Linked DNA regions of Mus musculus: all the other regions are linked to region 5. A link is a contact called in public HiCAR-type and promoter capture Hi-C data. All regions are on one chromosome and are shown on one strand. Each heading gives the region's core, a stretch centred on a gene start, on an enhancer-like site or on the middle of the called end of the contact. The rest is flanking DNA. Distances are from core to core; before and after follow the strand shown.

What was found. Promoter capture Hi-C pulls out the DNA fragments that hold promoters and counts their contacts. HiCAR-type assays count read pairs that join an accessible place to other places.
Region 1: a promoter capture Hi-C map of pre-B cells shows a contact between it and region 5, with 2.0 times the contacts expected there. The contact joins the promoter of Rbks here to the promoter of Mxd4 in region 5. A contact is called at or near these places in 2 of 39 promoter capture datasets (liver and pre-B cells).
Region 2: a HiCAR-type map of astrocytes shows a contact between it and region 5, with 7 times the contacts expected there. The contact joins the promoter of Gckr here to the promoter of Mxd4 in region 5. A contact is called at or near these places in 2 of 39 promoter capture datasets (liver and pre-B cells), 1 of 115 datasets of contacts at active chromatin or transcription factors (astrocytes) and 1 of 9 other capture datasets (liver).
Region 3: a promoter capture Hi-C map of liver shows a contact between it and region 5, with 3 times the contacts expected there. The contact joins the promoter of AI839979 here to the promoter of Mxd4 in region 5. A contact is called at or near these places in 2 of 39 promoter capture datasets (both in liver).
Region 4: a contact with region 5 is called in a promoter capture Hi-C map of liver, with 2.7 times the contacts expected there. The contact joins the promoter of Supt7l here to the promoter of Mxd4 in region 5. A contact is called at or near these places in 1 of 39 promoter capture datasets (liver), 1 of 484 Hi-C or Micro-C datasets (B cells) and 1 of 9 other capture datasets (liver).
Region 6: a contact with region 5 is called in a HiCAR-type map of astrocytes, with 5 times the contacts expected there. The contact joins the promoter of Zfp512 here to the promoter of Mxd4 in region 5. A contact is called at or near these places in 1 of 484 Hi-C or Micro-C datasets (B cells), 1 of 115 datasets of contacts at active chromatin or transcription factors (astrocytes) and 1 of 9 other capture datasets (liver).

The regions. Positions count from the first base shown.
Region 1 is chr5:31,696,068-31,699,325 of GRCm38.p6, forward strand. Rbks (ribokinase) reads right to left here and starts at 1,543. Exons shown (of 8, transcript NM_153196.1): 1 at 1,443-1,543. The coding sequence starts at 1,534. It overlaps Babam2 (BRISC and BRCA1 A complex member 2), which reads left to right and starts at 1,983. Exons shown (of 12, transcript NM_144541.1): 1 at 1,983-2,010.
Region 2 is chr5:31,296,310-31,299,680 of GRCm38.p6, forward strand. Gckr (glucokinase regulatory protein) reads left to right here and starts at 1,254. Exons shown (of 19, transcript NM_001374741.1): 1 at 1,254-1,370; 2 at 1,856-2,011; 3 at 2,405-2,473; 4 at 3,249-3,317. The coding sequence starts at 1,311.
Region 3 is chr5:31,569,870-31,573,167 of GRCm38.p6, forward strand. AI839979 (expressed sequence AI839979) reads right to left here and starts at 1,528. Exons shown (of 3, transcript NR_102275.1): 1 at 1,315-1,528; 2 at 931-1,050; 3 at 1-561.
Region 4 is chr5:31,525,008-31,528,473 of GRCm38.p6, forward strand. Supt7l (SPT7-like, STAGA complex gamma subunit) reads right to left here and starts at 1,755. Exons shown (of 5, transcript NM_028150.2): 1 at 1,608-1,755. Slc4a1ap (solute carrier family 4 (anion exchanger), member 1, adaptor protein) reads left to right here and starts at 1,988. Exons shown (of 14, transcript NM_001347328.1): 1 at 1,988-2,677; 2 at 3,036-3,231. The coding sequence starts at 2,015.
Region 5 is chr5:34,186,252-34,189,591 of GRCm38.p6, forward strand. Mxd4 (Max dimerization protein 4) reads right to left here and starts at 1,459. Exons shown (of 6, transcript NM_010753.2): 1 at 1,259-1,459; 2 at 1,078-1,177. The coding sequence starts at 1,322.
Region 6 is chr5:31,450,730-31,453,802 of GRCm38.p6, forward strand. It overlaps Zfp512 (zinc finger protein 512), which reads left to right and starts at 1,707. Exons shown (of 14, transcript NM_172993.3): 1 at 1,707-1,848; 2 at 2,426-2,484. The coding sequence starts at 1,819.

The DNA of each region.
Region 1 (3,258 bases), core at 293-2,792, 2.5 Mb before region 5:
CCAATGCTCTTAACTGTTGAGGCCATTTCTGTAGTCCCTACAACATATCAGGGTTTTTGTCAATTAACTTGCCTCTCCCAGTCTCCTTTTTCTTTCTTTCTTTTCTTTTTCTTTTTTTTTTTTTGTTTTTTTCGAGACAGGGTTTCTCTGTGTAGCCCTGGCTGTCCTGGAGCTTACTTTGTAGACCAGGCTGGCCTGGAACTCAGAAATCCGCCTGCCTCTGCCTCCCAAGTGCTGGGATTAAAGGCGTGCATCACCACGCCCGGCCCCAGTCTCCTTTTTAATTCCATCTTTTCTGTTGTGTTTGGTAATTTGAAAGCATAGACTTATTTATTCTATCTATCTATCTATCTATCTATCTATCTATTGTGTACACACTCATGCATCACATATGTAGTGTCCTTCCACCATACTGGGCTCCAGGAACTGAAGGGCATTAGGCTTTAGTCAAGCACCTTTACCTCATAGCCATCTTGATGAATCTGATAACAATTTATAATGTTTTAAGCAAGATTAAGTTAGATATATGAGGCCCCTGGAGCTGTTTTTAAAGTAGATATAGGTAGTTTGGTGAAAGGGTTTGGTTGTTTTGATTACCCCAAGGCCTTATTTCAAAGTTCTCTGCTATCTTTTGGAAAAATAGTTTAGGGACCGATGACACTAAGTTGCTGGGAAATATGGTTATTAACATAAACAGAATTATATGGCCTGAGTTTTTTGGAATACCTGAACTATTTTTTTTTCTACAATGTATATTGCTTATCTGCTTGGAAAGCTGTTTTCATAAAAACAGACGACAAAGCAGAAGGATCTTCCCTACAACCTCTCTGACCTAACTCAACTATTCTCATTTAGCACTATTTGGTCAGGTTTTTAGTGGCTGTAATTGTCATGTTTGTGTGTGTGTGTGTGTGTTTTAAATTTTGAATTCACACTTAGGTTCACCACAAAGGTTGGCCCATGGTTACATTTCCACATAAAAGTAAACTGTAAATATGGAACACTGCAGGAATGCCAACATGAGTGAAAAGGTGTTTGCCTCAGTGCCTTCTTTCACGTGTTCAATCCAGTAATACCCAGTTGGGTCTGGTGGACAAAACACTTCTTGTGCTCTCAACCCTGTGAAGTAGGTACATCATGTTCTCAGAGGTTAAAATGTCATGGGGCAGCCTGGCCAAGGAAACAGGTGCAGGTGTTTGGGGGCGCCCGTAGGTGGGGGTGTCTATCAAAGCTTTCATTCAGTCCCCCCACCCCCCATCCCTGTCCCTTCCTCTGTCATTGACCTCCACAAACTTGAATTCTGCCTTTTCACCTCAGAAGTCGTGCTTGGAAACCTGAAGCTTTCAGGAAAGTTCCAATGGTGGGTGCCCACCGATCCGAGGCCCGGGCATCCACAGTGTGGCTCGCCCTCCCGAGACCTTGCGCTGCGGCCCCGCACTAACCTGACCAGGTCGGTCATGCAGGAACCCACCACTACCACCGCTGCTGCCTCCTCCTCCTGCCAGGGCCTCCCGGGCTCCCCACACGCCGCCATTACTAATCCTGCTCAACCCTGACGCTGCCCTTTGCCCTTTGCCTGACCCCGTAACCAGGGACGCCGCCCCGTCCTCCTTAACGACGCGGGCGTTCCACCCGCCTGTGCCGGTCGCCCTCCCAAATGCCCGAAATCTCTCCGGCCTTTGGCTAGTCCTGATCCCTCTGGGACCGGTGTTCCTGCCCCGCCTCACAAGCACAGGGCCCGGCCGCCACGGCGAGAATGACAGAGCGCGCCAAGCACTAGGCCAGAGCTCCCGGGAACCTTCAGGCGCTACCCGGTCGCCTTCCTCAGCTTCCGGCTTCTCGGCGCGGGGACGCGCACGCCCGGCCGGCTCCGGAGAGGGCGGGACGTCCGGGGGAGCGCGCACGCATCCGGCCCGCGGTTCGCGCGCAGGTCGGTGCGTCGGTCGGGGGCGCGCTCGGGTAACCTGTACCCCGTCTAGTCGCCGGTTACTGATCGGACTTAAGTTCCAGGTACCTGGACCCGGGCTGGTGCGGGGAGGTTGGATCTCAGTCGCACAGGTGGCGCAGAGAGCCATGTTTGAGTATGGCCAGAGAGCTAGCCTCTTCAAGAGAAGGCCCGCGTTCCAAAGATGCCCCGCTCGCCCCACAGCACGCGGATTCCCTCAAGAGCCGCCCCCAAGATCTGAGGCTTCTCTTTCTCCACGTATCTCGTTCAGTCCTGGTTTCTGATGAAGCCCGCCTCTTTTTGCACTTGATGAGGGCATCATACAATTTGGGAGAAAGGGTTGGATCCCTTTAGATTCTCCTCAGAATGGGTGGACATTCTTTGGATCGGAACCAATTCGCTCTCCCCGCCCCTCCCTGATGTTGCCCAGTGGAGAAATTGCTCCCCCACAGTAACTTCCCTCGTGCGCCATATGACGTGGACGTGATGCAGCAGGAGGCCACCCCTTTCCGTTCCATGACGTCAACGGGGGCACATGTTTCCGTGTTTGTCATCCTCTCCTAATTGCGAGAGCCTAGATGGTGCTTTATACGTCTTTGTGTTCCCCAGACAGCCTGCCCACTAAAAGACCTCATGTGACCTTATCTTGCGGCAGCAGATTTTTTTATAAAAATTATATATTTGCATCTTCCGTCTGCAATACATCAAAATCAGGAAATACAAATTGCAAAACAAGCATTCAAGAGAGGCAGGTCACCAAAATTTCCTGCTTCTCTGGAATCAGTTATAATGGTGCCATATGTAAAGGAGAGGTGTGTGTTTCTAATCCATATCCCTGCATATTGTACCAAAGAATCATCTTTTTTTTTTTTTTTCTCTTCAAATTCCTGATTTTGGAGTCAGTATAGTTTTTTTTTTTTTTAACTTTCATTTGTTAGTGAAGTCACACTTACTGAAACATCTTGAAGCTGCACAAAACCTTGCACTGTCAAAAACTTGTATTATAGCTGCTGTTCTGGAGATAAAGACAGAAATCCATTCCCTCAGGTGTGATCCTAACGTCTTGACAGTTGCTGAAGTGGAATGGGTTTTCATAATCACTAGTGTGGTTTGGCGTCTGGAGAAGGTTGTTTCCTTTGGCATTTAATTAGTGAATCATTCAGGCTAGTACCAACACTGGATCAGCAGGAGCCTAGTTGGTGTCTAGCTGTAAAGCAATCATGTGTATAAATTCGTGACTTTGTCTTTATATTTACCGAAGTGTATGCTTTAAAAATTCACCTTGGTGCTTTCTTTAGTGGCCATTGTAATTA
Region 2 (3,371 bases), core at 4-2,503, 2.9 Mb before region 5:
AGCAAATATTTACTGATCATCTTCTATGTGCCTGGCATCATTATAAGAACTAGAAAGGATTAAAAAGAGGGCTGGGCATATAAGAGCAATTTAAAAGCAGATCTCTCTCTCTCTCCCCCCCCCCCCCCCCCCGTGGGTGTGAGTGTAACACATTCCTTTGAGAGAAATCGGTTAACCCACACCTCAGGTTTTCTACCCTTAAAGCATAGAAACATGAAACAATTGTTAGAATATCAATAGTGTCAAACACTGGACAAGGGTCTTTTTTTTTTTTTTTTTTTTTTTTTTTTTTCCAAGACAGGGTTTCTCTGTGTAGCCCTGGCTGTCCTGGAACTCACTCTGTAGACCAGACTGGCTTCAAACTCAGAAATCCACCTGCCTCTGTCTCCCGAGTGCTGGAATTAAAGGGGTGCATCACCACTGCCCGGCAACAAGAGTCTTTAAAAACCTTCTGTCACTGTATGAATAAGTATTATTCAACAACTTGTTAGTTGTTGCATTCATTCAGTAAACATGTAGACATGTTAGGTCCTTAAATTATTTCATATGTTAGCTGAGTATGAAATCTGTGTGATCCTAAATAGCCAACCACTTGTCTGAGGCTGTTTCCTCATCTAAAAACAATGCCAACAATGGCTTCTATGTATCTATGTGTCCATGTGTCCATGTATCCAATGATGTCTGCCATTTGGGAGAAAGTGGGTCAGGAGAAATAGAGACTGTGGTATTTAGGGCAATTTCTTGGTCCTCGTTGTTCTTAGCAGTATTTCTATTTCTGTGACATCTCCTCTGTGATATCCAGTTCAGTGTTCGCACACCTGGGGTCCAGAAGCGTCTATTGCTTTTCTTTCAGAGAGGAGCAGATAAAATGAGCCAGTGGGGCAGGGAAGGACTGCATGCTGACATGTGATCAAGCCATGACCTGAGTCCTCTGACTTCTACTGACCCTGATCTCTGGCCTTTGGAGGCATTTGGGCCACAGATTTGTTCAGGGATTCTTTCTGACCTGGGTGTTCTGCAAGGGCAAAAGCAAAGAACGTCTGGTCCTCTTCTCCAAGGGCAGAGGCTGGCAAGCCAGAGTATACGCAAAGAGGACCCTCAGGAGCTCCTGTGAGGGCTGGAAGCCCCGGCGACAGGAACGGGTGTTGAAGAGAGGGGCGTAGGGGGTGGTGTTTTGAGAGGCAGGGTTCTTAGGTTAATCATCTCCATGGCTCAGATAAGACCCTGCCAACTGGAAGCAAATTATTGGGGCCAGAACAGATTGCGTGAGTGCAGAGGCAGGCGGGTTGGAGAGTCTGCAGTGTGGGACCATGCCAAGCACCAAGCGGTATCAGCATGTGATCGAGACCCCTGAGCCTGGGGAATGGGAGGTAAGGTTCTTTCTCCATTTCAGCCTTCTCTTCTGATTCCTAAAATACTGTTAAGTTTGGACTGGCCTCAGCTCTGGACTTCTACTCCCTCTTCTATTTTTTTTTTTTTTTCTTTTGCTACACGGTCTAGCCCAGGCTGGCCTCAAACTTGCTATGTATCTGAGGATAGCCTTGAACTCCTGATCCCTTTGTTGCAGCTTCACTTTCCAAATGCCTGAATTGCAGGCACACTTACCATGATAGGCACCTTTCCCCTTACCTTTCCTTATGATCTTCCTTTCCTAATAGGCTCAGAACATCACATGAAGACTAAGTTTTTAGTATGTGAATGGTGTGTGCCTTATGTGTGCATGTATGTGCACAAGTCGGTGTGTGTGAAGTATGTGAATCTAAGCCAAACACTGGGCCTCCTGCCACTCCCACCTCCAGTCCAGCAGGCATAAGGCAGACTTTGGCTTTCTGTCCCTACCCTTGTGTGTCTCTAGTTGTCAGGGTATGAAGCAGCTGTGCCAATCACAGAGAAGTCCAACCCACTGACCCGGAACTTGGACAAAGCAGATGCAGAGAAAATTGTTCAACTGCTGGGGCAGTGTGATGCTGAGATATTCCAGGAGGAGGGGCAAATCATGCCCACCTACCAGGTGACCCACAGTCAAATCTCAGACACTGCAAATAAAGATGTCAAGTCGGCCACACTTCCACCTCTACCCTCCTGATACAGGAAATCCTGATCCCTCTCCTTCAATCTCAATCCATCATCTTCCATTTCTTCCTCCCCTCCCCATTCCCATTTTTAAAATTTATTTATCTGTTTTGTGATGTGGAAGGATTTGTTCCATGAGGAAATGTGTGGAAGTCAGAGGACAACTTTTGGGAATCAGTCTGTCCTTTCACCATGTGGGTCCCTGGGATTAAACTCAGATCATCAGACTTGGCCACAATCCTCTTAACTCACTGAGTCATCTCACTGCCTTTCTCTCACCTCTACCCCCCCACCCCATTTCTCCATCCTGATTCCTGTCCACTCTCTACAGCGACTGTACAGTGAGTCAGTTCTGACCACCATGTTGCAAGTGGCTGGCAAGGTCCAGGAAGTGCTGAAGGTACAAATTCCCCACCTGCTTCTCATCCATCCAAACACTTCTGTTCCCTCCAACTTCCTCCTTCCCGGGTCTCCACTTCTTGTTTTTATAAATCTCAGTTCTTTATTCTTTTAGTCTTCCCTTTGGATATTTTTTGTTGTTTTAGTCACTGATAATAGTTATGACAGCTACCAGATGGATACTACTTTATCAGCAGCAGTGCATTTCCTTTGAAAATATTATTATTTTTTAAATGTTTATGGCTGTTTTGGCTGCATGTATGTCTGTGTACCACGTGTGTACCTGGTGCCCTTGGAAGGCAGGAAAGGATCACAGATGATTGTGAGCTGCCATGGGGTCCTCTGAAAGGGCAGCCAGTGTGTTCATGGCGGAGCCATCTCTCCATCCTCAGCAATGCACTTCCACACTCTGTACATCCACAAAACCCAGTAAAGTTGGTATTATTATCTTTTTTTTTTTTTAAGTTCTCTTTCCAGACCAGAAAACAAAGAAAGGCTGATTGTAGTCACTTGCTTGGATGTACCCAGCTAATAACTGCTGGCTGGCACCACTGCTTTGATTATTTACTTTTAGTTAGTTGACAAAGCTGCTCTCAAATCCCTTCTGGAATTTTAATGAATAGCTTAGTCAGAGAGGATAGTCAAGAGGATTTCTTTCTCCAGATTACTGTTCTTTTTGCTACCTCACCTGGCCTATGCTCGCCTCCATTTTATGATGATGAGAAGAAGAAGGTGTTCCAAGTCTCCCTCTGACCTGGGCTTCTTTCCATCCTCAGGAGCCAGATGGGGGCCTGGTGGTGCTGAGTGGAGGGGGCACCTCTGGTCGTATGGCATTCCTTATGTCTGTGAGTACCTTAATTCCTGGCTTCTCCCTTCTCCTCCTGGGGATAGCCCCCAGA
Region 3 (3,298 bases), core at 278-2,777, 2.6 Mb before region 5:
ACCCTCCCTCTTCCCTCGGTTATCCCCCAACCTAGGTACATCAAGTCTTTGCAGGGCTAGGCACATCCTTTCCCACTGAGGCCAGACAAGGCAGCCTAGTTAAGGGAACAGGACCCACAGGCAGGCAACAGATTCAGGGACAGCCCTTGCTCCAGTTGTTGGGAGATCCACATGAAGACCAAGCTACATATCTGTTCCATATGTGCAAGGAGGCCTAGGTCCAGCCTGTGTATGCTCTTTGGTTGATGGTTCAGTTTCTGGGAGCCCCTAGTGGTCCAGGTTAGTTGACTTTGTTGGTCTTCTTGTAGAGTTCCTATTTCCTTCAGGGCCTGCAATCCTTCCCACAACTCTTCCACAAGAGTCCCCAAGCTCCATTTAATGTTTGACTGTGGGACTCAGCATCTGTTTCAGTCAGCTGCTGGGTAGCTGTCAGAGGAGTTATGCTAGGCTCCTGTCTACAAGCACAACAGGCTCCATATCCTCACTGCTAGGAGTCTCAGCTAAAGTCACCCCCATGGACTGGGATGGGTGAGACTCCCGGGAGCTTTACCATTTTGTCTGCTGTGAGAGAGAAGTCAGGAAAAACAAAAACAGAGCCTACTTAATTGAGTTCGGAACTTAAATCTGCCAGAACCCAATGCAGTGGGTGCCCTCACTGCCAGATGGCCAGCAGGTCCTTGGGAGTAAACCAGAAGACAGTTTTAAGAGGCTGTTGTTTCCCTAAGGACATAGCTTATAATCTGCCTGTGCTTGAAGTACTTGCACATACAGAGACTTCTTCTTTTTAAGCACATATTGATTAAATATAATGAGGCATACTGAGGTTGAGAGGAGAGATCAGGGAGGGAGGCGTCCATGCATACCCAGGGCTTTGAACAAGGGCTCCCCGACTCAAGGAAGTGCACAAACCCAAAATTACCAGGAACCTACCTGTGAGTTTGTTGTGGACAGTTTCTGGGATTCTGTGTAGCCTTTATCAGCATCTCTAAAGGGTCATTGTCCAAATATAGTTAAACAGACTTCGGACACGGAAGCGTTGGACTCCCATTCCTAGGCACAATGGCACAGTTTATAGCAGGTCCCTGTCAACCTCACTCCATCACCCCCTCAAATCCTTGCCTAGAAATCTATTCCAGCTAGCCTCCTTTTGCCCTACCAGGGGGAGGGGAAATCCGAAAGCTTATTTTTAGGCAGGCCCTGCCAAGACTCCCCGCAGTGGCTGGACTGCTGCTGGGCCTGAGGGGTGCCCGCGCCCCAGGAGGACAAGCAGTGTGCGGGAGGGGCCTGCGGGCACGAGCGGATGTCACAGCTTACCTCAGAGCCTGAATTAGAAGCCTGAAAAAAAAAATCACAGCAGGAAATAATGTGGTGCCCAAAATAGAAACATCAACCGGGAGAGAGGCCGGGAGTAGGTGGCGTTTGAGGCTCCTGCAGCGTCCTCCCCAGAGGCCTCCTGACAACCGGCAAGCGGGTTGGCATGAGATTGCAACCCAGCCCAAGAGGCCACAAAGGCACCGGCTGGATGTTTCAGCAAGGGAGAAGGAATGGGCAGTAAAGTGGAGAATCAGGACCGCCTCCTCTTCCCTCCCTCTCGACTTTCTCCTTCCTTCTCCAAAGTCTTACCGCCACCGCTGACCCCTTCCTCTTTTTCGGCATCATCCCTCAACCTTCTCCCCACACAATGACTTCTGCTTTTTTCCTCACTCTCTAGTGCCCCTTCTTCTCTGATACTGCCCCCACCCCGCTTCCTCCTTTCCCTCCCCACACCAAGCCCTTCATTTCTCCTGGGTGGTCTCTGCCCCAACCCGCCGCCCCCCAGCCTCCCGGTGCTTTTGGGTGCCTTCCTAGGTAACTAGTGGGAGCTCAGTCTAGCAGCAGCTAACTGAAGGTCAGCCTCCTGTGCCTGACTGCAGCCTGGCTGCACTGATCTCCCCTTCACCCCACACTCAGCACCCTCCACGCCTCTTTAGAGAAAAGGAGGCCCTGGAGTCTAAGGAAGATGGCAGGGTCAGGACTCCTTCCTCTGGGGCCTCTGGAGGGCTTGAGAGGAAGCAGAAACTTTGCAGGCAATCTTGGACTGTCTCTCCCTTCACAGCTGAGTTCCTGGTAGATTGCATGGTTTGCCAAATTTCCGTGTTTCTCATGCTGGCATGTGCCATTGGGCAAGGTATAAAGTCGGTGAGAACCAGACTTAAGGTCTCTCTGATGCTCCCCTTAACCTTCACCAACCCCGAGTGGGGAAACATCTGTGATCTCCTTTACAGTGGGAACTCAGATGCAGCAGGTGAGCTGGAGGATGGGGGACACTGGAGGATGGGGGACACTGGAGGATGGGGACACTGGAGGATGGGGGACACTGAGGATGTCTTTAATCTTAGCACTAGGTAGAGGCAGATGATCTCTAGGAGTTAAGAGTCCATCCTGGTCTACATGGTGAGTTCCAGGCTAGCCAAGGCTACATAGTGAGACCCTGTCTTTAAAAACAAAGGAAAGAAAAGTCGGAGTAGTAGGCATGCTGCATGTTTGTAAGAGTAGAAGGGCTGGGATCGAGGCACAGGGAGTGCAGCCCCTCTACTGACCTTGAACTTGGACCAAGTTCATTGACTTGGTATTTCCATACCCGGTTTTCTTCGTAACAAGATTTGTTTTTTATTATTTCTTTTCTGAATGTAAGCATGAGACATTCCATTACATATGTTGGGTAATTTCAATTATTAAAAATTCCCTAGGTGGGGCTGGAGAGATGGCTCAGCAGTTAAGAGCACTAACTGTTCTTCCAGAGATCCTGAGTTCAATTCCCAGCAACCACATATGTTCACAACCACCTTTAATGAGATCTGATGACCTCTTCTGATATGTTGGAAGCCAGCAACAGTGTGCTCATATACATTTTAAAAGGAAAGAAGAAAAAAAAAAGAAGAGAAAAGAGAAGAATCCCCAAAGCAAAGCATGGAGAAGCAGGTGGATCTCTGAATTGGAGCCTGGTCTACATGGTAAGTTCCAGGACAGCCAGGGCTACATAAAGAAACCCAGTCTCAAAAAACAAATAAAAATTTCTAGCTAAGTATCATGGTACATGCTTGCAATCCCAGTACTCTGCACCCTGGAGGCAGAAGCAGGAGCATAGCCACAAATTCAAGGTCATCCTGATATATATCGAGAGAGAGAGAGAGAGAGAGAGAGAGAGAGAGAGAGAGAGAGAGAGAAAGAAGAAGAAGAAGAAGAAGAAGAAGAAGAAGAAGAAGAAGAAGAAGAAGAAGAAGAAGAAGAAGAAGAAGAAGAAGAAGAAGAAGAAGAA
Region 4 (3,466 bases), core at 505-3,004, 2.7 Mb before region 5:
TCTTTGTGTGTCTCTGTCTCTCATTCTCTCAATGCTGAAGATTTAACACATCCTACAAAAGTATTTTTATTACTGAGCTACACTTCCAAGCTTTTTTGTTTGTTTCTTTTGCTTGGAAAAAGTCAGAATTCTGTGGCTTAGCATTCAATAAAAGCTTACTAAGCGTCTTTAATTCACGTCTCCAGGTTTACTGCCTATATGTCTCCTCAGGTCCAACAAACATCAAATGAATACATTGTGTGACGGTGTAAGATCTTTGTCCTGAGGGAATAACAGAAGCAAAATACTGCAGTATAGCAGCAGCTGGCACTGCTACTTTAAAGGCGTGAGTTCAGTGTCCTGCAGGCAAGTGAGGGGCTTCCTGGACAAAATGAATGCCCTCAGCTCTAACAATATACTACTCAGTTCCTTTCTTTCTCTTTCTTTCTTTTCTTTTTTTTTTTTTTTTACATTTACTTATTTTGGGTATGTGTGCATGAAAAAATCACAAGACAACTTGTGAGAGGCAGTTCTCTCCTTTCACCATGTGGGTTCCATGGATTGAACTCGGGCATTCGGACTTGGCAGCAAGTGCCTTTTACCTACTAAGCCATCTAACTGGCCCCTCAGCTTATTTCCTTTGCTAAGATTGTATTTTTAAATTATTAATTTCGAGACAGGGTTTCCCTTTGAGGCCTTGGCTATCCTGGAACTTGCTCTGTAGACCAGGCAGGCTATGCATTCACAGACATTCGTTTTTGTTGTCTGTTGGGGGTTGAGTATATGCTTGTGTGTTCCATGTGTATGCAGGTGCCAAGGATATCTGAAGAGGGCATCAGATCCTTCTGGAGCTCAAATTAGAGGTGGTTGTGAACTCCCCTGATGTGGGTACTGGAAATGGAGCTCAGATCCACCGAAGAGCAGCACACAGAACCATCTCTCCAGCTCCACCACTCAGCTTCTCAAGAACATGAGATATTTTTATAATTGACCCTTTGAGTTGTGACCTCTGCCAGGAACCCTCTACATCTTTATCAGACTTGAATTTGTTCTTTAGGATCCCTGAAATCACCATTCCCCCCAACAGATCTCCTTTCTTTGTATATTTACATGAATTTGCTTTTATCCCTGAACCTTAACTTTAGTTGACTTATTCATCTGTATTCTCCCACTTGTTATGGCTGCCATCTTGGTATAGTTTCAGGCCTCTGTCAAAGAGTTATAATATTAACTATGGCTTAGTTCAATTTTCCATAAATTTTATGACAAATTAACACTACTATTTCCAATTTTTCAGATGTGGAAGCTGTTGTCCAGGGTCATGCCAACATCATAAATACAAAGAGTAAAAAAGAAAAGAGGTTTCGATGCTCAGGTTTGTTAAGCCACTAAACATGCTATCTCAATATTTTGTTCCGAGTAATAAAAGAATGAACAATAATAAATTGCTTCTTTACTAACTTCATAAAAGGAATAAATTCGAGAGCTGCAGATAGGGACTCCTTGCTCCGGATCTGGAGGCTTAGGCTTAGGCGCCGACCACAGGATCCTGGGAAGTCTGATTTACAAGGCAGCAGGAAAATGGGTGGCTCTGGACCGGAACCAGAAAATAAAGTTCAAATACTCACCGCCCTGCCCCAGGAGTGGTATACGCGGCTGCCTGACTCTGACAGGTCGGAGTCGAGGACTAGGTCAAGCCTAGGAGCCTTGTTTATTGATTAATGGACCAAGGCCACGGAAGCACTTCTTCCCAATCGCCCTCTGCCACAGGAAGTTATTACTAGCCTACATGCAACGCCTAAAATGTCCGTATCCTGCACAGCACTCTGAGAGCCTCTCCCCGCTTTCTGGTATTGTGACTCCCTAGTGCTATTCACATCTTTAAAACTCTGCGAGTCTTGAAAGAGGAACTCCAACATTTCTGTCCAGAGAAGCCTCAGGGAGGTGGGAAGGAGGAGGAGAAGTGAGCGGGAACGTAGAGAGCGAGGGGTCGGGGTTTCCGAGGGACACATTTTGAGATTGCACCCGGCTAAGGATGGCTGATCCTACCCCTCAGCTAGATGCGCCAGCTCCCCAGGAAGTCAGTAGCGAGTTTAAGAAGCCGGTTTTACCAGTGCCTTCCGCAGTACGGGGTAAGGCTCCGGCCTCCAGTCCCTCCGTTTCTGAGGATGTGAAGAAAGAATGTCTCGCGGCGCAGCTGGACTCTGGATGTGAGGAGCCCGAGGTCCCGCCACCGCAGCCGGACAGCCAGGAGACCGGGGGTCCACCGGTGGAGCAACTCCGCTCCCCGCGGGTAGCTCCTGCGTCTGGCGGTCCGACCCGGGCTCCTCCGTACCGAGAGCCATCGTGGGGCAGCCCAGCCACGGCCCCCTACAGTCTCGAAACCCTGAAGGGTGGCACCATCCTTGGCACCCGCACCTTGAAAGACACGAGCTGCTGCTTTTTCGGGAGACTTGCTAGTTGTGACATATGTCTGGAGCATCCTTCCGTGTCTCGGTACCATGCTGTACTACAGCACCGGGGGGCGGATCCCAGCGGAGACTCTGAGGGTCATGAGCAGGGCTTTTATCTCTACGATCTGGGAAGTACCCACGGCACGTTCCTCAACAAAACTCGCATCCCACCCCGCACTTACTGTAGAGTCCACGTCGGGCATGTAATGCGCTTTGGAGGCAGCACTCGGCTCTTTATCCTTCAGGTAGGTAGAAAAATCTAAAATAAAAATCTTGGGACTTCACTGTTTTTGGTTTTTCAAGACAGGGCTTCTCTATGTAGCCCTGGCTGTCCTGGAACTCTCTCTGTAGACCAGGCTGGCCTCGAACTCAGAAATCCGCCTGCCTCTGCCTCCCGAGTGCTGGGATTAAAGGCGTGCACCGCCACGCCCGGCGATTCTGAGTTTCTTTAAGGTTTAGTTGAGTAAAAGGATTCTGGTAACCAATGACAAAAGCACAGGCCTCATTCTGGACCCACAGGTCTGTGTACGTTGCTGTGTCTCAGAAAGTAATTTTCTCACTTCTGAATCCATATATGTATATATTTTACCCATGATTCATTAGGGACCAGAGGAAGACCGAGAGGCAGAATCTGAATTAACAGTAACACAGTTGAAGGAATTGCGTAAACAGCAGCAGATATTATTGGAGAAGAAGATGTTAGGTGAAGACTCAGATGAAGAAGAAGAAGCAAATACCACTGAAGGGAAGAGCAGTAGAAGTGGTCAAGATGATGAGCTGGGCTGCACGTGGGGAATGGGTAAGAAACTACTACTGAAGGTGGCACCCTCAAGTGCTTTTGATCATACAGCTCAGAAGGCCTACAGCTGAAGTAGGGTAAATGTAATTTGCAAGCCCAGGGTCATTAACTTTAGTGAGTAAAAGTGTTGAATTATGGGCATTATACATACACCTCTTTCTCACCGTGTAATTTGCTTATTGCGTTTATCATTTAAACACACACACACACACACACAGAAAGAGAGAGAGAGAGA
Region 5 (3,340 bases), core at 209-2,708:
CTTACTTGTGTATATGGCAGAAGCATTCAAGGGCCTCAGCTCAGGAATGCTACCATTCCTATCAGCTGTGGGTACTCCATGCCACAGGAAGCTGAGCTCCCAAACCTGGGGTTTAGGGCAGACAGAAGCCGGGTCCAGGCCATCTCACTGTGGAAGCTTGGGGCAGTGAGGCCTCCAACACACTTAAGTCCTTCTGCAAACTGTTCAAAGCAAGAGACCAGGGGCTGGGACTCAGGCCGTTGGTAATTCAACCTGTTCTTTGCCAGGCCTAGGACACCACAGAAATGGGTCCTTGTGCCAGCCTCTCTGTTTCCCAAGAACAGACAGGCCACAGGAATGAGCCGCACCCTCTGCCAAGGGGCCCTGAAGCCCCCAGCCTGCTAAGGAAGCTCTCAGACTGACCACACAGGAGTAGCTGGGCCAAAGTTAGCCCCTAGACAGTGTCAGGTGTGCCCTGGATCCCACTGCAGCCAGGAAGGTGGAACCTTTAGCAGTCCTAGCCATACCTAAACCTCAGCTTCAGGGCTTCCTCCAAACACAAGGCCAAGGCAAACAGTGTAGTTGAGCCCTGGAACTTTTGAGAGAAATAGCTCCCTGCAGCTCTTCGCGACAAAGCCAGCCCTATGCTTGTGGTTGGAGTTTCCTTGTCAATAAGCTGCGCAGGACGCTTAAGTAGCCAGAGAGAGGTCTCTGTCCAGGCTCCTGGGGATAAGGTGCTGGGTCTAAGAGCAAAGCCAGCTCCGAGAAGTGCAAGGGAGGGAGGAGTCCCCAATTAGGCCCAAACTAGGGAGTAGCGGTCGGCACCAACTGACAACTCCTCTCCGGTCTGGAAAAGTCCAGAACGGCCCTCGGCGAGCGCGGCCGCTGTACGCGTGGCACTGTTTACGGCGGCGGGGAGGCGCGGCCGCGGGAAGATGGCGACGCGCGGGCGGGGCCGGCACCTCCTCCAGGCCGGCCGCCCGGGTGCGCGCAGGACTGTACTGGGGACGCAGAGAGGACGGGGACACTCGGGTGGGGCCGACCCGAGCTGGCTTGGCACAGCGCGCGGGGGTGGGAGGTGGGGGTTGGGGGCGGTACCTGTTGTTCGGGGCCTTGCGCACCAGGCCGGCCGTCTTTGTTTTCTTCCTTGCGAAGTCGCCGTCGAAGGGCAGCACGGAGGCGTAGCCGTGCTCGGCCTCTGCGGGACAGACGGTGCGGTCAGCGGCCCCCTGCGCCCGCCCGCCGCCCGCCCACCCTGGCACAAAGGGGCGCGGGCTACCTCGGTCCCTACGCTCCAGGTACTCGGCCGCCTCCAACAGCAGCAGCAGAGAGTTCAGCTCCATCCTGCCGCCCGCGCACGGGACGGCGGCGGCGGCGGCTGCCCGGCGCGCTCCTGCCGGCTCTGCTCGCCGCACGCCCCGCGCCTGGCGGCACACCAGCCCGACTCGCGGACTCCAGCGCTGGGCCGCCACCCTCTGCCTCAGGCCCTCAAATTGACACATAAGTCGAGCAGCAGTCGACGCAGCCAATAGGTGTGGGCGCTCCGGCTTAGGGGGCGGGTTCTTGTCTAGCCTTGCCCAATAGGGACTGGCCGAACGCCTCGGGCAGAGCTGAGAATGTTGACAGATGCGAAGCTTGGCTAGGATAGGCTGGCTCCAGTAGTAACAATTTAGAAGCCCAAGCTTAGCAACAGCACGTGGTGGCCCAGCCCCAGTGCTCGCTGACTGGCGGCCATCGTGCATGTTAAGTAGGCATTGCACGCCGATTGGGCCAGAACGGTCTATGTAAATTGAGTCCGCGGACCAATGGCCAGTGACAGGGCGTGGGGCCAATGAGGACGCCCGGGCAGGACCGGTTGCCGAGAGGAAGCACTGTGTGGTGGGACTGCTGCCCGGCCTACGCGGGGGCCAGGAGGACGTGGACCGTGTCTCGGGAGACACCAGGCAGGATGCGCTGCGGACACGCGCCCTGGCGCTTTGTCGTGCCCATGCATGTCGTGCGCAACGACCTGTTGCCCGGAGTCAGTTGGTACCATAGTCTCGGTGGAGGACCAGGCTTGGGGCCTGATAGGGGCGGGCGCTGGGATCTCGCTAAAGAACAGCAAAGGACACCTGTCTCTGGCAGGAATATTGGCTTCAGGGAAGGCTAAAACTTGGAGACAGGGACGCAGACCATTGGAATCTAAAAGCCTCTCAGATGTCAGACCCAAAGTAGGCAGGATCAGCCATCAGGAGTAAAAAGGAAGGCCACCAGGGTTAAGGGAGAGGCACCAAGAGCTACTGACACTACTGAGCAAGAGGGATCCGTGAGTGTCTGTTTGCGGTGCTTGGTCTGAGGGTAGAGCCGTGCCAAGAGCCAGGCTATGGTGACAAGAGGGTGAACTCTTCAGCAAACTCCTGGCCCTAATGACCCGAGGCCCTCATGCTGGCCTATAGATGCATGGGGGACAGACAGCTCAAGATGCCCTAACACCATCCTCTGTATCCATCCTCTCCCACCCCTTGATCCTCTCTCTGTTATTAGGTTGAGGACAAAATAGCAGGCTGGAGAGTTCTGTGGGAAATAAGGTGGCTAGATAGCAGCTCTTAAAATGGAAGGAAGGTACTGTAGCAAACAACAAAGATTATTAGCATTGAATTTACTTTAGGACCAAGGTGGATGCATTGTGCACACTTCCTTGTGGCTCTCCATATGCCCAATATGCAGATAAGGAAACTTGCAGTGTCCCCTTGAAATAGAAAGATGGAGATTACTGCTCCCACACCCAGAGCTGTTAACAATCTGGGAATGTGGAAACCAGAACCACCTCCCTCCCAGCCTGGGTGTGAGCCACAGATGTCTGACCTGTGGGGCAGGATTAAGAATAACAGGTGCTCTGATGGCGCCCTGAAAAAAACAAAAGAGGAACCTCATGCGGTCATAAACAGTCCTGTATAGACACTGAAAGAACTCCTTAGTATTGGTTGAAGTGCCTCTCTGACCAAGCCCACAATCACTCCAGGGCCAGGGCTGTCCAGAGCTGTAAAGGAGAAGGGTGTCCATCTTTCTGGAGCATTGAGGCCCATGCTCAATGCTGAGCTTTGGGCCCCTGAGCTTAGCATGCGGGCCCAGCATTTTGAAGGGTGCACCTTTGCTTTGGCAGGCTGGTGAGTTGCCTCTAAGTGCTAAGGCAAGCCTGACCTCCCCAGCCTGCTCCCTCCTCCTACTGGGATGGGATGCTGTGGTGTGTTGAAGTGGAGCACAAGAATAGCCTCCTAGCCTTGGAAATTTTTAATCTCAACTGGGGACACTAGCTCCCACCAGCTGCATCCAAGACAAAGCACTTTCCTGTGCCAGAAGTGCTCTCCCTCTCCAAGAGCAT
Region 6 (3,073 bases), core at 457-2,956, 2.7 Mb before region 5:
ATAAAATCTTCAGTTCGTCCCTTGGTCCTTCCAAATCTACCCTCTGATAAGACAGGAGACACCAAGGGAAACCCATATCCTGAGATCTGGAATATTAATGTCTTATCTAAGAAAGGAATTGAAAAGGGCCAAATGGAGGAATTCCAGAGGTATTCTTCATATTCATTCAAACTACTAACAGAGGAGTTTCAGGCTGGATTAGGGGCTCGAAGAAGCTCTATCGGTTCTTTCCTGGGCATACAACAGAATGTCTGGGAAAGTCATGTCTGTAGGCAGCGACTACCTAGGAAATACCTCTCCAGTATGCTAATGCTGGGGAATGTCATGGGAACCACTATGGAAAGGAAGCCTTGTTTTCAGTCATTTGTAACAGAAGGCTCCACTATGGACATCTACCAATCTATTCTTAATTTTTGGGGTTCCAGCTGAACTAATGGTATTTTCTCAAAGCCTGCTAGAAAGGGTTTCAAGGACTGTTTCTCAGACTTCAGTGGTTAAAAACTATATTCAGAGACATATTTTATGTCACAGTAATGAGAAAAGAATGCCTTTAACGATGTCAACACTCTGCTCAACATCTTCCATAATCCAGCAATACTCTGGTAGTAGATTGGGAGTCAAGAAAACTAGTTCAAAGTTCAGCGACATATTCCAGGAAGTCACTGAGCATGTGTCTGTCTCTTGTACCGGGGCTGAGTTTACTTCCTTGATGAAATCAGAGTCATTAAAGTCCCTCCCAGAGAAACAGTCTTAGTTCCTCTGTAAGAACTTATCATAGCTCTTTGATAGAAGACATAACAGTCTCTTTAAGGGGAGAGGCCACAGTTCCTCAAGGAGAAGTCCTCAAAATCCCTCAGGGAGTAGCTTTCCAAGTCCTTCAGGGAAGAGCCCTAGAAGTCACTTGAGGTGGAGCCCTTGTAGTCCCTCAGGAAGGAACCTTCACAGTCCCTCAGGGAGAAGCCCTTGTAGACTTCTAGAGAGAAGAGGGCACATTCCTTCTGTGAAGAAGAGTCTACACAGTCTTTCAGGGAGGAGTCAGCAGACTCTCTATTCTCTGAGATGCCTCAGTCCCTCAAAAACGAGCCATCTCAGTCTCTCGTGGACGTCACTGGGCAGTCATTCAGAAAGGAGCCATGGTAATTTCTCTGAAAGATCCTTTTCCGTTCCCTCTGGTTGGAAAGGACATAGTTCTGGATCAAGCCCACTTCTTCTAAGAACAGGCATTGTTCCAGACTCATCCGCTGGAGAGATCCAGATGTAACTTGGCTAAAGTGTTCATGTCTTTCAGGGACCGCACCAAAAAAAAAAAAAAAAAAAAAAATCCAAAAGCTAGACAAGTTTGGAGGCCAGAAGTTAGTGGATAAGGAGAGTTCTGTCCCTCACCTGAGCAAAGAAAGAGATATCTGGGAGGGAAGGAGAAGAGAATGGGTCTTTAATTTAAGATCAATAAAGGGGCGATTTGAATTTCGTTTGCATCTGTAAAACCACTTGTGGGATGGGTGGGAGTAGGTGTGCAAACGCTAGTTCGGGAGGACCCCTTAAATATTCAGACTCCTCCCATTTGCTCCAACCTTCACGCCCCAAAGGCCTGCCTACTCCCTTGTTGCTATGGGGGCGGGGTCTCAATGGAAGCCGAAGAAGAGTTATCACGTGACTCCTTTCCCGCCGCAGCCCCCTCGGAAGCAGCTAGGCGGAAGTAGGTGTTCAGAACAGGGTTAGTCGCCGCTGAGACCACATCCGGGAGAGGCGAGGAGAGCGGAAGTGGCGTTGGTCTGTCCGGAGCCCTTGGGTGAAATTGTTAGGCGTGGAGGGGGAGTGATGTCTTCCAGACTCGGTGCAGTCACCGCCGTGAGTTTCTTGGTGTGACCATTATACTTTAGAAATAGAACTGTCGAGCTGAGAACACGCGGTCCTTTGCTTTTGTTTTGTACTCAGAGTTGTTTTTTTTTTTTTTTTCCGGAGCCAATCCTAGGCCCCACCCTTTTATATCAGATCCACTTACCGCCTTTTTTCTTCCCATTTTTATTTTTATTGCTTAGTCCTCGTATCCTTGGACTGAGTTCCTCGACACATTGTAATTATTTATATTCCTTCAGCATCCCCAGTGCCTCCCGTTTCTTTTAATATATATATGATACATATGTATATATCATATATATATTTTTTTTTTCCTCGTCTTTTCTTTTCAAGCCTCTATCTAGGATAGGGTTTTGAGAATGGACAAAGATGAAAACTCTGGTATTGTCAACCCGTCTTTACATTGTGAATAAATAGAATGGCACAGGTTTCCTAAAAAGTGTCTCCTTCAGTCCATTTGAAGTAGTTGCTCGGGACAGCTTCACATCTAGGCACAAGGGGGATTCATCTCTTTGCGGATGAGCTTCAAAGGTCCCTAGCACTCACTCCTGTGCTTGTGATTTGCTAGACCCCGGGACCCACATCCCTTAAGCAGCAGAGGAGCACCAGGATCGTGGGAGCTAAGAAGTAAGTGAGGTTTTCTGAGGACATTTTTGTAATGGTGTAGACAGTGCTGCTAAAGATGTTCTGTGTCTGCACTGTGGAGCATCATAGCCACCAGACAGGTATGGCTTTGGGGCACTTGAGATGTGGCTAGTACAATTGAAGAACCGAATTACAAATTCTATTTCATTTTAATGGACTAAAACTTCAATAACCATCTGTAGGTAGTAGCTACGGGATTGGACAGTGCAGATAAAATCCTAGTGTGGGGGAAAGAAAACCTGGCTTGCAATAAAGATGCAGTCTAATAAAAATGGAGTGTGTGTTTCAGTTAGTGGTATTCCTGCGTGGCCTCTGCCCCCCATATCAAATATGTGCTCATAATTAATTTGATGGACTGGGGAGGGAAATAAAAACAGCTATAAGCAATCTTTACATTTCTAAGCTACTTGGTTGCAGCCCTGATTTATTGTTTTGTGTAATGAATGTGCTAAGTTTTGCCATGGCTAACACAAAAGAAAGATTTTATTAACTTGGACCTCCGGGGTGAGTTCATTCACTTAGATAACACTTACGGGATGTCTGCTCTGAACAAGCTGTGTAGTAGGTTGGG